Regions from separate parts of the Macaca mulatta genome. Here region 1 is linked to region 2. Evidence: chromatin contacts called from public Hi-C data. All regions are on one chromosome and are shown on one strand. Each heading gives the region's core, a stretch centred on a gene start, on an enhancer-like site or on the middle of the called end of the contact. The rest is flanking DNA. Distances are from core to core; before and after follow the strand shown.

The links. Hi-C and Micro-C count contacts between places; a contact is called where the count stands out from the background.
Region 1: a Hi-C map of fetal cortical plate shows a contact between it and region 2, with 2.2 times the contacts expected there. The contact joins two enhancer-like sites. A contact is called at or near these places in 9 of 14 Hi-C or Micro-C datasets (CD4 T cells, blood, cortical neurons and 5 more).

Annotation. Positions count from the first base shown.
Region 1 is chr1:61,061,635-61,068,259 of T2T-MMU8v2.0, reverse strand. No RefSeq gene overlaps it. Among named protein-coding and RNA genes, the nearest start is that of FMOD, 19 kb to the left of the region's middle. Within about 2 kb of position 3,284, at least 20 of the 40 cell types and tissues checked have an H3K27ac peak or open chromatin away from gene starts, as enhancers often do. A contact at or near this core is called in fetal cortical plate, where this site is marked.
Region 2 is chr1:61,011,469-61,018,024 of T2T-MMU8v2.0, reverse strand. It overlaps LOC144341201 (a long non-coding RNA gene), which reads right to left. Exons shown (of 2, transcript XR_013417986.1): 2 at 6,141-6,556. Among named protein-coding and RNA genes, the nearest start is that of BTG2, 28 kb to the left of the region's middle. Within about 2 kb of position 2,879, at least 17 of the 40 cell types and tissues checked have an H3K27ac peak or open chromatin away from gene starts, as enhancers often do. A contact at or near this core is called in fetal cortical plate, where this site is marked.

The DNA of each region.
Region 1 (6,625 bases), core at 2,035-4,534, 50 kb before region 2:
GTCCTTTTGCCGACCCAGTCTAACACCCTCCACCAAGGAGGTGTGCTGTGGGAAAAGATGAGCTCCTTGCACCGTTTTCTTGTTTTGTTTTGTTTTGTTTTGTTTTTGAGACAAGGTCTCACTCTCTTGCCCAGGCTGGAGTGCAGTAGCACAATCACGGCTCACTGCAGCCCAGCTAGTTTAAAATTTTTTTTGTACAGACAAGTTTTCCCTATGTTGCCCAAGCTGCTCTCGAACTCCTAGGGCTCAAGCAATCTTCTCACTTTAGCCTCCCAAAGTTCTGGCATTAAAGGCATGTGCCACTGAACCTGGCTACCTTGCATCTTTTCTTGGTGACCTGGCCTAAGGAGCAAATGCCGAGATTAGAGGGCTACACTAGCACTCTTCTTCCTCTTGTAGAAGGGGGAAGAAAGATGGCCCTTTTATCCCAGGGTGGGAGAGGCAGGGACAACAGCACCCCCAAAGTCCCATCCAGGGTCCACCCCAGAGTAGCAGCTGCAGCTACAATGGCTGCATTGGCATTTGTGAAGAGTGGCAGTGGCAGGTGCAGGCGGGAAAGCATCAGGAACAGGCACTGCGTGACTGCAGGTGAAGGGCAGCATCAAGGGTGAGGAGGAGAGCAGGCTGAGTGAATGCACTATCATCCCAAGCCTAGGACTCAAAGCATCAGGCCATGGTTCATGAACACTGAAGGCAGCAGCAAGGATGGTTTGTAACACTGAAACGACAGAAAGGGAGAGGTAAGGGGCCAGCACTTGTGCTGGTTGGGGTGAGGTACATCCGCTGATTGGCTCTACTGTCACATCGCCAGATGATCCTTTCATTGCAGGACAGAACTGAATAGGTTGAGGAACCATTGTTAGAAACCACAGTAGTGCCGCACATCAATGTTTCATGTGTTAGTTAAGCAACCTGGTTAGACTGTAAATTCTTTAAAGATAGGGATCATATCATATGATTCCTGCTAATACTCCCCAACAGTTAACACAGAGCTGCATTCATAAGTTTTTAATGACACCTGTGGAATCATATTATTTGGGGACCAATGAAGAGTGGCATGAAATGGATTTAACAGCCCATTACACACCCACCCCTACCACACACATTTTTTATTTTATTTTTTTATGTTTTTGAGATGGAGTCTCACTCTTGTCACCCAGGCTGGAGCGCAGTGGCACAATACCTGCTCGCTGCAAGCTCCGCCTCCTGGGTTCACGCCATTCTCCTGCCTCAGCCTCCCAAGTAGCTGGGACTACCGGTGCCCACCACCACGCCCAGCTAATTTTTTGTATTTTTAGTAGAAACGGGGTTTCACCATGTTAGCCAGGATGGTCTCGATTTCCTGACCTCGTGATCTGCCCGCCTCAGCCTCCCAGAGTGCTGGGATTACAGGCGTGAGCCACCGCGCCCGGCGCCACGCCACACCTTTTTTTTTTTAACCCAGAAAATATAAAGTGCTTTCACTTCTATGACATTTCTTTCCCTGACACATCTATGCAGGAAGGAGACAGGTATGAGACACCCTACTTTACAGACAGGGTAACTGGGACCCAGCAAGCTTAATTGACTTGTCTCCCTAAAGGCCCAGACTCAAGACGGAACCCCAGTCTTACTGGCTCCCCATTGAACTGTATCCCGTCTCTCTGTGTTCCTTACCCTCCTCCCTGACCCCGCCGTCAGGCGTCACTGAAATGCCCCAGACGCATCACTGCTTTTGTTCTTAACAATGTGAAACATCAACCAAGCCCAGCAGGTGATAGAACTGGACAGCAGCCAGGGGTCTGTAAGCACTGAACAGCCAGTCTCCATGTTCACTGAAGATAATGTATGTATCAGCATGTGGTATGTTTCTGGCAGGCAAGAGAATGCAGAAGGGGTGAGTCTCCAGGTGACAAGAAAATACTTCAGGAAAGAGATTTGGGGAAAACATACAAGCCCATCTTAGTGTTAATGTGCATATACGGAGAGAACATTTATGGAATGCTCTACCTAACAAAAGCAGAAAGTTAAATCCTATTAAAAAGGGAGTTGTAAGTCCTTGCGTGATGCTGTTCTAAAAATTTTTGAGAGGTGGAAATTTGAAGAAAAGACCTTGAAGAAAATGGAAATTCAGTCTTGCCAAGAGATTTCTCCCTTAGCAAAAATCTAGGAGCTAAACGCAGGACCCATCCCAGGGCCTTGAAACCATACCACGTTGTATTCTGAGTCTCAAATTACTTTACTAATAGGACTTTAAATGTCCTTAGGATCTAGTGCTATCCCCAGCACCTAAATCAAGAATGGTGAGCTGAGGTAAAATATGAGAAAGAAATGCTCATTCATTTGTTATTAATACCTAAAATAATATCAGCATTTATTAGGCAATTATGAGGCATTTTGTCACAATAATGCTAGGAGATAGTGCCATTATTATCATTAGTATTTTTCATAGGAGAAAACTGAGACTCGGAGAGGTTAAGTAACTGCTCAAACTAACACAGCCAGAAAGTGGCAGAGGCTAGGGTCGATTCATGGTCACCTGTCTCTTGAGTCTAAATCTCGCTGCTACTGTGCCGAATTCTTTGAGTTTGTAGGTGTGTGTGTGCTTCTGCGTCCTGGGGCAAGGGAACAACATCATTCAAGATTCGTTAAACGAAGTTTACAATGTACGTGCTGGGGAACTGCATGCTGTCTTAGAGGCTGAGGCTGGCGCCCGTGGCCACAGTACAATGGAGGGGGTGGTTAATCTGGTTTTAGAGGATGGCCGATTGGCGATGGCAGACAGAGATCAAGTAACTGGGCCCACAGGAGGGCGCGAGCACGCAGAGGCACGAGAAGAAAATGAAGAGGGCCTGAGCCCGAACTTGGGGAAATCAATTCCCAAAGCCTGAGGGACTCTGGAGGGAGGACGGGAAAGGGCCAGAGGTTCACCCCCGAACTTCCAGATTGCTCAAGAAGCGCCGGGCGGGGCCCTGCAGTCGCTCAAGCTGCGAGGAGGGCCTGAGAAGCGGGGACGCCTTCGAGGTTTTAGGGACCTGAGCTCCGGCGGCAGGTGGCGAGAAGGCCCAAGCCCAGCGGTCGCCACGCCTCGCCTCTTCCCCGCCTCCCACTTCTCTGAAAGGCCCCATTCTCTACCGCCGCCGGGGGAGCAACTGCGCTGGGAAGCCACCTAGCGCCCGGCCCCACCTTTTTTTTTTCTTTCTTTCTTTTTTTTTTTTTTTTTCCTTAATACTTTTCGGCCAAACACCGCGGCTTCAGGCAGGGCTTGGATTGGCCCGCGCCGCCCCTGAGCCAGCCAATCAGCAGCTTGTTGCCAAGGTGGGGATTCGCCAGAGCGGGAGGAGGCTGCTGCGCGCCCGCTGTTGCCCGGCGAAGAAAGCAGACTTGTGAGGGCGTTTGGTGGCGCTTTCAGGTCCCAGCCAGCTGCTCGTGGGGATTGAGGGACGTGGGTGGGTGGCTGGGGGGTGAGAGGCCGAGGGCCCATATCCGGGAGGGAGGGAGCCAGTCACCTGCTTGCCTTCGCACGCCCAGCCGGCGCTGTCTCCCTCCTCCCCGAAGCTTCCTTGCCGGGCAGGTTTAACTCCAGGCAGCCGGTGTGGGATCGCCATGGCCGAAGCGGTCCCGGGTTGAAAGGCATTGCCGTTGTCCCCTTACCCTCACCACCAAGCATATTGAGGAAGAGGGACCTGCGAACGTGAGAAGGTGCAAAAAACACCCAACTAACTTCTGAGGCAGACCAGACTATGACCTGAAGACAGTGCTGTCTTGCAGTGTGTGCCCCAAAAGGGACCAGCTGACCTCGCAGGCCCGGAGGGGCTAATGAGAGAGTGAAAAGGGCCCCGGGAAGCCGAAGACGTAAATCGCATACCTTCTCCCCGTGTAACAATAATGCCCAAACCGCCACAAAGCAAGGGTCTGGACGGTAGGGTCTCACTTTTCCAACCATAACCCAGTTACACAAGGGAGAAAGGGCGGAGGCAAGTCTACCCCTCACACATTCTCCTTTGGCCTCATACTCAATTCCCCAATCCTGTTTCTCTCAGTTTCCATTGTGTAACCTAGATAAATGCCTCCTGTTCTAGTAATGGCCATAATAATATTTAATCACATTTATTGTGTACTAAGAGCTGGGTACCCTTCTGAGCACCTCACAAAAATCAATCCTCCCAACAATACCAACTAGGAACTACTTTTATCCGATCTTAAGGTTGAAAAAACAAGCAGTGAGAAGTTAGGTAACTTGCCTGTTGTCACAGAGCTAGCTGTATCTAGGTAGTCTGTTTCCACCTGGGAAACCCGTCTGACTTTGCTCTAGAAGATGTGGACTTTCCCGCTATATTGCCAAAGGAAAAGGCTAGGATGGTTGCCTTTTTGAAACACCACATGCCCCCCACCCAAGAGCAGGACTTTCAGTTAAGGTCCTTAGGACTCTCAAGACTTCTCCAGACTCCCGAGAGATTCCCCGTGTGGCTTCACCACTCAAAATGAACACAGATAAAATGCTGAATTTTATAGATGAATTTCACCACTATGCAAAAAAAAAAAAAAAAAAAAAAAAATGGAGCCAGAGAAAATCCTCCCATCTGTGCAGTGCTGATCCCCTGGACCAGCCTGGAGCGTGCCTCAGAGCCAGGAGAAAGGTGAACTATTCATCCCCCAAACTTCACAGCTTTGTTGTATGTTTTCAAAATGGATCTCGCTTAGGACAGACACCAACTTTGAAGCTGGGGAATGGTGTTAAGGGGTACAGGAAGAAGAGGCTGAGAACCTGCCCCCAGCTGGTGTTGGGAAAGGCTATTTTCAGGGCGCTGCTTGGGTCAGGAGGGCAGTCCGCTGTTTCACTTCCCATTCCCCCATGCTCTTACTCTCTGAGCCCTGCCTCTGGTTCAGTCTCCCCTACTCCCATCCTCCACCCCACCCTGCACCCTGCACCCGTTTCCCAGCTCCTGGGGCACACCATCTGCTTGTCCTCCCCCTTCCCAAGGGACTTAGCTCATAGAATAGAGACCTTTAAATAATGAAACGCCCCAAAGCCTCCCCACACTGATCCCCAGCCCCTGGCTGGGGTGTTTATTCAAAGACCAGGAGCTGGGCTGGAGGTCTGCCAACCCCACCGCCTCTATTCAGTTCCTTTCTTTTCCTGCCCAGCTGCCGGGCGGTGGCTAATGGGTCTTTTCTCTGGCTTTGGCCCCTCCGCCTGCCAGGCCTAGTGCACAGAAAAAAGCAAACATAAAGAACAGAACTGTAAGGAGGAAGCAGGACTTTGGATGTCAGCTCTTCCAGGCTAGGGGTGGGGAGGGAGGAGGACACCAGATCCAACTCACACTGGGAAAGGGACAGGGACGAGGGTGGAGAGAGAGGACCCAGAGGCTTGGCCTGCTCCTCATCCCAATGCAGGAGCCAGAGCATCTCCCTCTGACTCTGGGGAGCTGTGTGACCAAAGGAGGAGGGGGAGAGTTTGTGAAGTGGGGAGGGGGTGTCACTTGAGTGGTTTGGGGCTTGGGCAGCATCCTCATGCAAATTAACCTGGTGAGTCACTGAAAGTTTGGTCCAGACACAAAGAAGCTGCTTCTCTCACCCGCGGCCTCCCTCCACTACAGCAGCCCCCCTCCCCAGCCAACCAAACAAAAGGCCCAAGCCCAGCGGTGCGTGAAGGAGTGAATGGGCGAGACCTTCCCTGGTGACGTCCCACCAGACAGATGGCAACAGTTGCCCCACACCAGTTGCAAGCTTCCTTTCATCCTTCTCCCAAGTCATAAAGGAGAAAGACCCCAGTCCCTCTAGAGCCCATCAGCATCTCAGGGCCAACCCGAAGGCAGGATGGGGGCTAGAGGGTGGGTTGCTAGGGAGCGGGAGGTGAGAGGGGAACTGATGCTGCGTGTTTGGCTGGAAAACAAAAGTGTGTTGAAAGCACGGGCACTGCGGCCAGCCTGCCCATCTGTCCTCCTTTGGGGAAGCTCTGCCCCCACGCTCCTCCTCAGCTTCTGGCCAGCTCTGCGCAGAGCCGGGGCCCCTGGGAAGGAAGACTTCAGTTTGGGGCAGCAGCAGTAATTCGGGACTTTGTACTTTGAGGCTTTCATCAGGCAAACATCCCTGACCAGCATTGTTTCACCTCTTCAGAAATGGGTCTAAGTGGAAAATCCAAGGCCTCCGGGACAGGTGGGGAATGGTGGGATCTGGGTGCTCTGCAGTTTAATGATAAAGTTTGAGTTGTTCCAGAATGGGATTGTATTAAAATCATCCACACATTCCCACAAACATTAAGAAGCTAGGAATGGGCCAGGAGTCAGAAAACTCAGCTTCCAGTCTCAGCTCACCGTCTGCGTGTTGTGTAACTCTGGGCAAGTCATCTGGGTTTTCCGAGTTCTAGTTTCCTCTCTGTAAACTGGGGAGTTAAGAACCCCCACTGCCCTACCTCCTAGTGTGGTAGAGAGCAAGCTGATGCCCAATCCAGTGCCTGGTAAACAGGAGAAGCTGCGCAAGGCTCTCAAGTTCCCCACAGCCACATCTCCCAGGAAGTGGGGTGGGCATGGCACTTTAAACGTAGTTCAAAGTACTTCACATCTATTATTTCATGAGGCAACTGAGACTAGAAAGGTCTAAGGCTGTGCAGAGATCTTTTTTTAGAGAGTAGGGGTGGAGGCTG
Region 2 (6,556 bases), core at 1,630-4,129:
AGGCCCAGTGCTCATCCTTTCCAGAGAAAAGGACAAGCTTGAAGTTCCCAGCCAAGCCCTCTACTGGAGGCAGCTGGGCTGGGCTGGAAGGAGGGGAAAATCCAGTCTGAGGCAGAAGCACGCTTTGGGGTTCTGCCTCCTGAGTCAGTTCTGACTGCCCAGGGGCAAGGAGGAGTGACCGAGCCCCACCCAGATCTCTGGGATGCTACGTTTTCGTATTTTACATCAGTATAAGCTCTCCTCTTCACAGTCTCAGGGCACCAAATTCTTGTAAACAGAGGGAAATATACTCTAGCAAAACTTCCCAGATCTGATCTACTTATTCAACAAAGTATTTACTGAGTACTCATTCATGCCGGACTGTTCTACATGCTAGGGATACGGCAACGAACATGGACAGGCAAAAACCCCTGCTCCCTTGAAGTTTATATGCTACTAGGGAAGACAGACGGTAAATAAGGAAATACCTAAAACATTAATGATATTTACTATTGATAGATATTAATGGTATTTATTAATGATAAATACTATTAGTGATAAAGGCTAATGTGAAATAATCCAGCAGCAAAGTGGGATAGAAGGTGCCAATAGTGAGGCCAGGTGTGATGGCTTATGCCTGTAAGAAGCACTTTGGAAGGCCAAAGCAGGTGGATTGCTTGAGGTCAGGAGTTCAAGACAAGCCTAACCAACATCATGAAACCCCATCTCTACTAAAAATGCAAAAAAGTATCTGGGCATGGTGGCACATGCCTATAGTCCAAGCTACTCGGGAGGCTGAGGCAGAAGAATCGCTTGAACCTGGGAGGCGGAGGCTGCAGTGAACTGAGATCCCACCACTGCACTCCAGCCTGGGCAACAAGAGCGAGACTCCATCTCAAAAAAAAAAAAAAAAAAAAGAAGGTGGTGTCAACAGCGAGCATATGATTGAAAGTTTAGATTGGACAGCCAGGGAGGGCCTCATGGAGAAAGTAGCCTTTGAGGGAGGCATGAGGATTCTGAAGGAATAGAATTCCAAGCTGAGGAATGGCACATAGAAAGGCACTGGGGCAGAGTGGCATGCGGCTGGAGACAGGAGAGCAGGGGAGAAAGCAAAGAGGTGGAGTCAGAGGTGGTGGGGGACACCACCTTAAAGGGCGTCATAGGCCATGATGAGAATGATGAGGACCTGGGCTTTTCCTCTTAGCGAGAAGGAGCGGCCGAGGAGAATTTTGGCAGAGGAGTCAGATGATGTGACATATTTTTAAGAGACTGTTTCTGACAGCTGTGCTGGAAATAAGTGAGAGCTGGGTGTCAGTGGGAAACGGTGGTGGTTTGGTTTGGGTTGTTGGCAGTTGGAAGGTAAGAAGAGACTGGACATTTTAAAGGAGGAATCTACAGGGTTGGCTGACAAAATGTGGGTTGTGAGAAAAACCTATGTGTGCCAGGCACTATGTGAATAACTATGTGAATATGTAATGTCGTTAAAATTTTACGTTAATCACATAAGCAAGGTTCTACTGCATTTTTCTTTTTTCTTTTTTTTTTTTTTTTTGAGATGGAGTCTCACTCTGTAGCCCAGGCTGGAGTGCAGTGGCGCGATCTGGGCTCACTGCAACCTCCGCCTCCTGGGTTCACGCCATTCTCCTGCCTCGGCCTCCGAGTAGCTGGGACTACAGGCGTCTGCCACCGTGCCTGACTAATTTTTTATATTTTTAGTAGAGACAGGGTTTCACCGTGTTAGGCAGGACGGTCTCAATCTCCTGATCTTGTGATTCGCCCGCCTCTGCCTCCCAAAGTGCTGGGATTCGTCGTGAGTCACTGCACCGGGCCTTTGCAAGGTTCTATTGTTATAGCCCACTTTATAGACGTGGAATCACTTAGAGAGGCCAAGTGACTGGAAAAATCACACAGCTAGCAAGAGACAGAGCTCTGGCATTTATTTATTTATTTTTGGTTTTTGTTTTGTTTTGTTTTCTAATTCCAGGTTAAGTTCACATAGAGCTGGTATTTAAACCAAATCTTCCACTGAACACGGACCTTGAACTCTTAGCAGCTACGCTGTAAAAATCTCATCTATTCATTCAACAATTCTCCATTGCTCATCAGCTCTGCTTCAGGAACTGGTCTACATGTTGAGGATGCAAAGATGAGTAAGAGAAAGTCCTTGACTTTGAGGAATTTACGGTTTGGAGGCGGAGACAGAGGTAAATAGAAATAACAACAGCGGGCCGGGCGTGGTGGCTCACGCCTGTAATCCCAGCACTTTGGGAGGCTGAGGTGGGCGGATCACAAGGTCAGGAGATCGAGACCATGGTGAAACCCCGTCTCTACTAAAAATAGAAAAAATTAGCCGGGCGCAGGGGCGGGCGCCTGTAGTCCCAGCTACTCGGGAGTCTGAGGCAGGAGAATGGCGTGAAACCGGGAGGCGGAGCTTGCAGTGAGCCGAGATTGCGCCACTGCACTCCAGCCTGGGCGACAGAGCGAGACTCCGTCTCAAAAAAAAAAAAAAAAAAAAAAAGAAAGAAATAACAACAGCGATATAACCGTGCAAAGTCCTAAGCTCTCAGAGGAGAGGTGAGAAAAGACCCCTCAGAGGAGGTGACGTGTGGGCAGATGATGAGCAGGGCTTTGCCAGAAGGGTAGGAATGGATGGAAAAGCATTCCTGGCAGACGGAGCTGTGTGTGCAAAGGCCAGGAGGGGCAGAGGCAAGGCCCCAAGAAGGGCAAGCACTGGTGCAGTGTCTTGTTGCGGGAGCAGCTCGAGGAGGCCTGGGAGGTGAGATGAGACAGAGAAATGAGCAGGGCAGTCAGGAATGCCTGGAAAGGGCTTCCCCAGGCCAGGGGCAGTCGCTGCAGTTACCAAGGGGGAGTGGAGCCAATCAGATCTCTCCTGTGGAGGGTGGACACCAGACAGCGGACACAGTTTTCCCTATTTCAGCATGACACTCCCTCGGAAATCTGGTAGGACTGAGAGAACAGTCCACGTTTCCAGGAAACAAACCGTACTCCGTCCCTGCGTGTGTGTCTCTCTGTGTGTCCGTCTATAAATATCCTCAGACACAGCACTTGGCTGCAGTCTCCCCCGGGCCCCCGCGGCATCTTGCTCACACTGCCCAGCTGCCTCTGCCCCTCCTCCTCTCTCCTGGCCAGGACCGCCCCGGCAAACACCAGTTTCACTGGCCGCAGGCAAGGCTGGGTGGGGGCCAGGACTGTGACCTCTGCCTTATCATTACTCCCCACAGGACACCAAAGCAAGTGTCCAAACGGCAGCAGGAAGGGTGAGAATTTGGCTCAAGGAGGAAATTTGGAGACTGTTAAACCCAAGCTGAGCATGAACTGATGCCCCAGTGGGGCGGAAAGGGGAAGTTTGTTTCAAAACCTAACCCACATCCAATGGTTCACAGACCATCTTGATAAAAGGCTGTGAATGGATGAGATGGTGACCCTTGTCCCATCCAGCTCTGTGATCCTTCAGATCAGATTGGTCAGGGGAGAGATAGCAACAGAGAAAGACAGAATATATATATATATGTGTGTATATATATACACACACACACATACACATATATGTATTTGTACACACACACACGTAGAGACAAAGACAGACACAGGAAATGGGCAGAGACAGAGGGAGGCAGAGGCAGATAGACAGTCAGAGACAGAGATGGAGCCCCCAAGTATGGGTTCGAACCATGACAATTTTTTTTTTCTATTTTTCGAGACAGAGTCTCACTCTGTCGCCCAGGCTAGAGTGCAGTGATGCGATTTTGGCTCACTGCAAACTCCACCTCCCAGGTTCAAGCGATTCTCCTGCCTCAGCCTCCCGAGTAGCTGGGATTACAGGCACACGCCACCATGCCTGGCTGAATTTTGTATTTTTAGTAGAGATGAGGTTTGGTTTCACCATGTTGGCCAGGCTGGTCTTGAACTCCTGACCTCAGGTGATCCACCCACCTTGGCTAGCCATGACAATTTTCAAAGACACAGCACGGGCAGATCTGTGAGAAATGTTACACAGGATTAATGTGATACACATCAGAGTCTAGCTCAGTTCCCCTTCCAGATTTCCAGCTCAGAAATTCATACCACTGCCTCCCCTTTTATTGTCAGCCCTGGAGAAAAAGAAAAAGAAAACCAAAAACAAAGTAACGCAAAAACCCAGAGGGACAAGGAAACAGAGGGAAACCCCAGACTCCCACAGGTAAGTACTGAGGGCAGGTTCTTCCCCAAGTGCTTCCAAACCCTTCCATTCCTAGCCAAGGGGGAACTTAGGTTTCCAGCAGCTCTTCCTGAGTCTGAGCCCCATCCAGCAGGTCAGGGCCTGGCTGGGGGCGGCCAGGGTGCTGTTTCCAGGCACTGGCTGTCTCCCACCCTTCTAAAGTACTAGGACTTGGTACATCTCACCAGGCAGCTGAACTGAGCACTCGAGTCAGCCAAACCCCTCCTGGGCCCTCGGCTCATCAGGGGCCACCCTGGGAGACACAAGTCCTGTTCTCCATGTACTCTAGTGTGAAGGATAGGCCGTGTGACCTCAGCAGGCCCCTTCCTTCCTGGGACCCAGTTCCCTGGTCTGTAAAATGGGAATAGAAACATTTGCTCTGCTAACCCACAGGATGGTGATGAGCAGGGATGGAAATGGCAGCTGTGAAGGACATCCGTGAGCTGTGTGTGCAGCACAGTTTGGGGGATCCTGATGTTCTAAGGCTGGTTCGTGTTCATGTCATCCACAGCAGGCTTCCAACCAGAGCATGGATAGAGTTGGCTTTCTTAGGAGTGTGCTTTCTTGGAGGGTGAACCTGAATTGGGGTATCTTCAAGAAGACCAGTTTGGGGGCTGCCTCTCTCCTTCAGAGGATTGTGTAGAGAGTGTGGGCAGGGTAGAGGTTAGGAAGGGGCCATCTGGGGGGAAGAAAGGCTCTTCCAAAAGGCTTCCATCCTCCTGGCCCAAGCAGCACCCCACACCCTCTTCTCCACCCACCAACCCCAAATCTTCAGATTCCTCTGGGCAGCTCTGGCCTCAGTTCCTTGGTCCCTCAGGTCTCCAGGTAAGAAACCAGTCTGCAGGAAATGGGGGAAGCAGATCACTCTGGGAGCGTCCTCCTCCATCTCCCCCTTCTCCACCAGCAGTTCATACTAGCGGGATCAGAGACAGAGCTGAGGCCAAGGAGCGGAGGGACTCAGCCAACCTGCTTCAGACGCCTGCGGGGAACCTGCCCCATAGCCCTGTTTGTGAAGTTGATCTTTCTCTCCCATGGGCTCAGTAAAATCTCTAAATTTGAAACTTTATAAAACCCAGCATCAGTGTCATGACTATGAGACAATTATCACTTACCGAGTCCCTCCTCACACTGGGCCAGGCATTAGACACTTTAACGCTGGGATCCTCTCCCAGTTCTGTGGCTGAATGTGCCCCGATTGACACATAAGGAATCTGGGATTCCATAAGGGCAAAAAACATGCCCAAGGTCACATACTGTGGCAAGTGGCAGTATCAGGCTGTTGTCTCAGGTCCCCCAGACTTGGAAACCTGTCACCTGGGAAACGTGTCACTCAGGGAAGGCATGTGGCTGAGGGAAGTGAGATATAGTATTTTCAAATCCACTCTAAGAACCAGAAAACATCTCCCTCGAGTTGAGCGCTCTGCACCCTTAGGGTAAGAATGGCACTCAGTTGGCGGGGCACGGTGTTCACGCTTGTAATCCCAGCACTTTGAGAGGCCAAGGCGGGTAGATCGCTTGAGCCCAGGAGTTTGAGAAACCAGCCTGGGCAACACAGTGAGACCTCGTCTCTACAAAAAATACAAAAATTAGCCACGAATGATGGTGTGTGCCTGTAGTCCCAGGAGGTGGAGGTTGCAGTGAGTCAAGATCATGCCACTGCACTCCAGCTTGGGCGACAGAGCTAGACTCTATCTCAGAAAAAAAGAAAAGAAAAGAAAAAAGAATGTCACTGAATCAAATTGTAGCCCAATGGATTATTTGGCACCTGCCTGACTGGAGAGACACTGTGATAATGGAAGGGCTTGAGGAATAGCAAGGGCTTGTGAGAGGACCCAGGGCTGACCGGGGTGAAGAAGAAGAGCACGAAGACAGTGGCCATTGTAAATATGCCTTCTGTAGACAGGGAAGTCACCCAGCTGCCCAGTAATAGCAAGAGCTACTGTTTATGTTGCATCTGCCTGGACCTAGTCATTGCACAGCACATCATCTGTATGCTCCTCCCAGCAACTCTCTGGATTGTTCTATGATCATCTCCATGTATCAGATGAACAGGCCAGGGCTTAAGCGACCTGCCAAGGACATGTTGTTAAGAACTGGTAGAGCTAAGATTACAATCCAGGTCACTCCTGAGCCACACTTTCCCTGACACTTCCCGGCACGTCACGCATTTCTGTAGCCCAGTCTGACAGATTGAGGAATCCTTCGAGAAAGGCTGGCTCCATTTGCTCTGGTTCTGCATTTGCCCAGCATCACCAGGAGGGAATGGATGACTTGAGCCAGTTCCTGACACCAGCCTTCTAAATGGACTGGAGCTCACTGTAAGCGGTCACAGTGGCGTTCTGTTTATCCATTCACCCA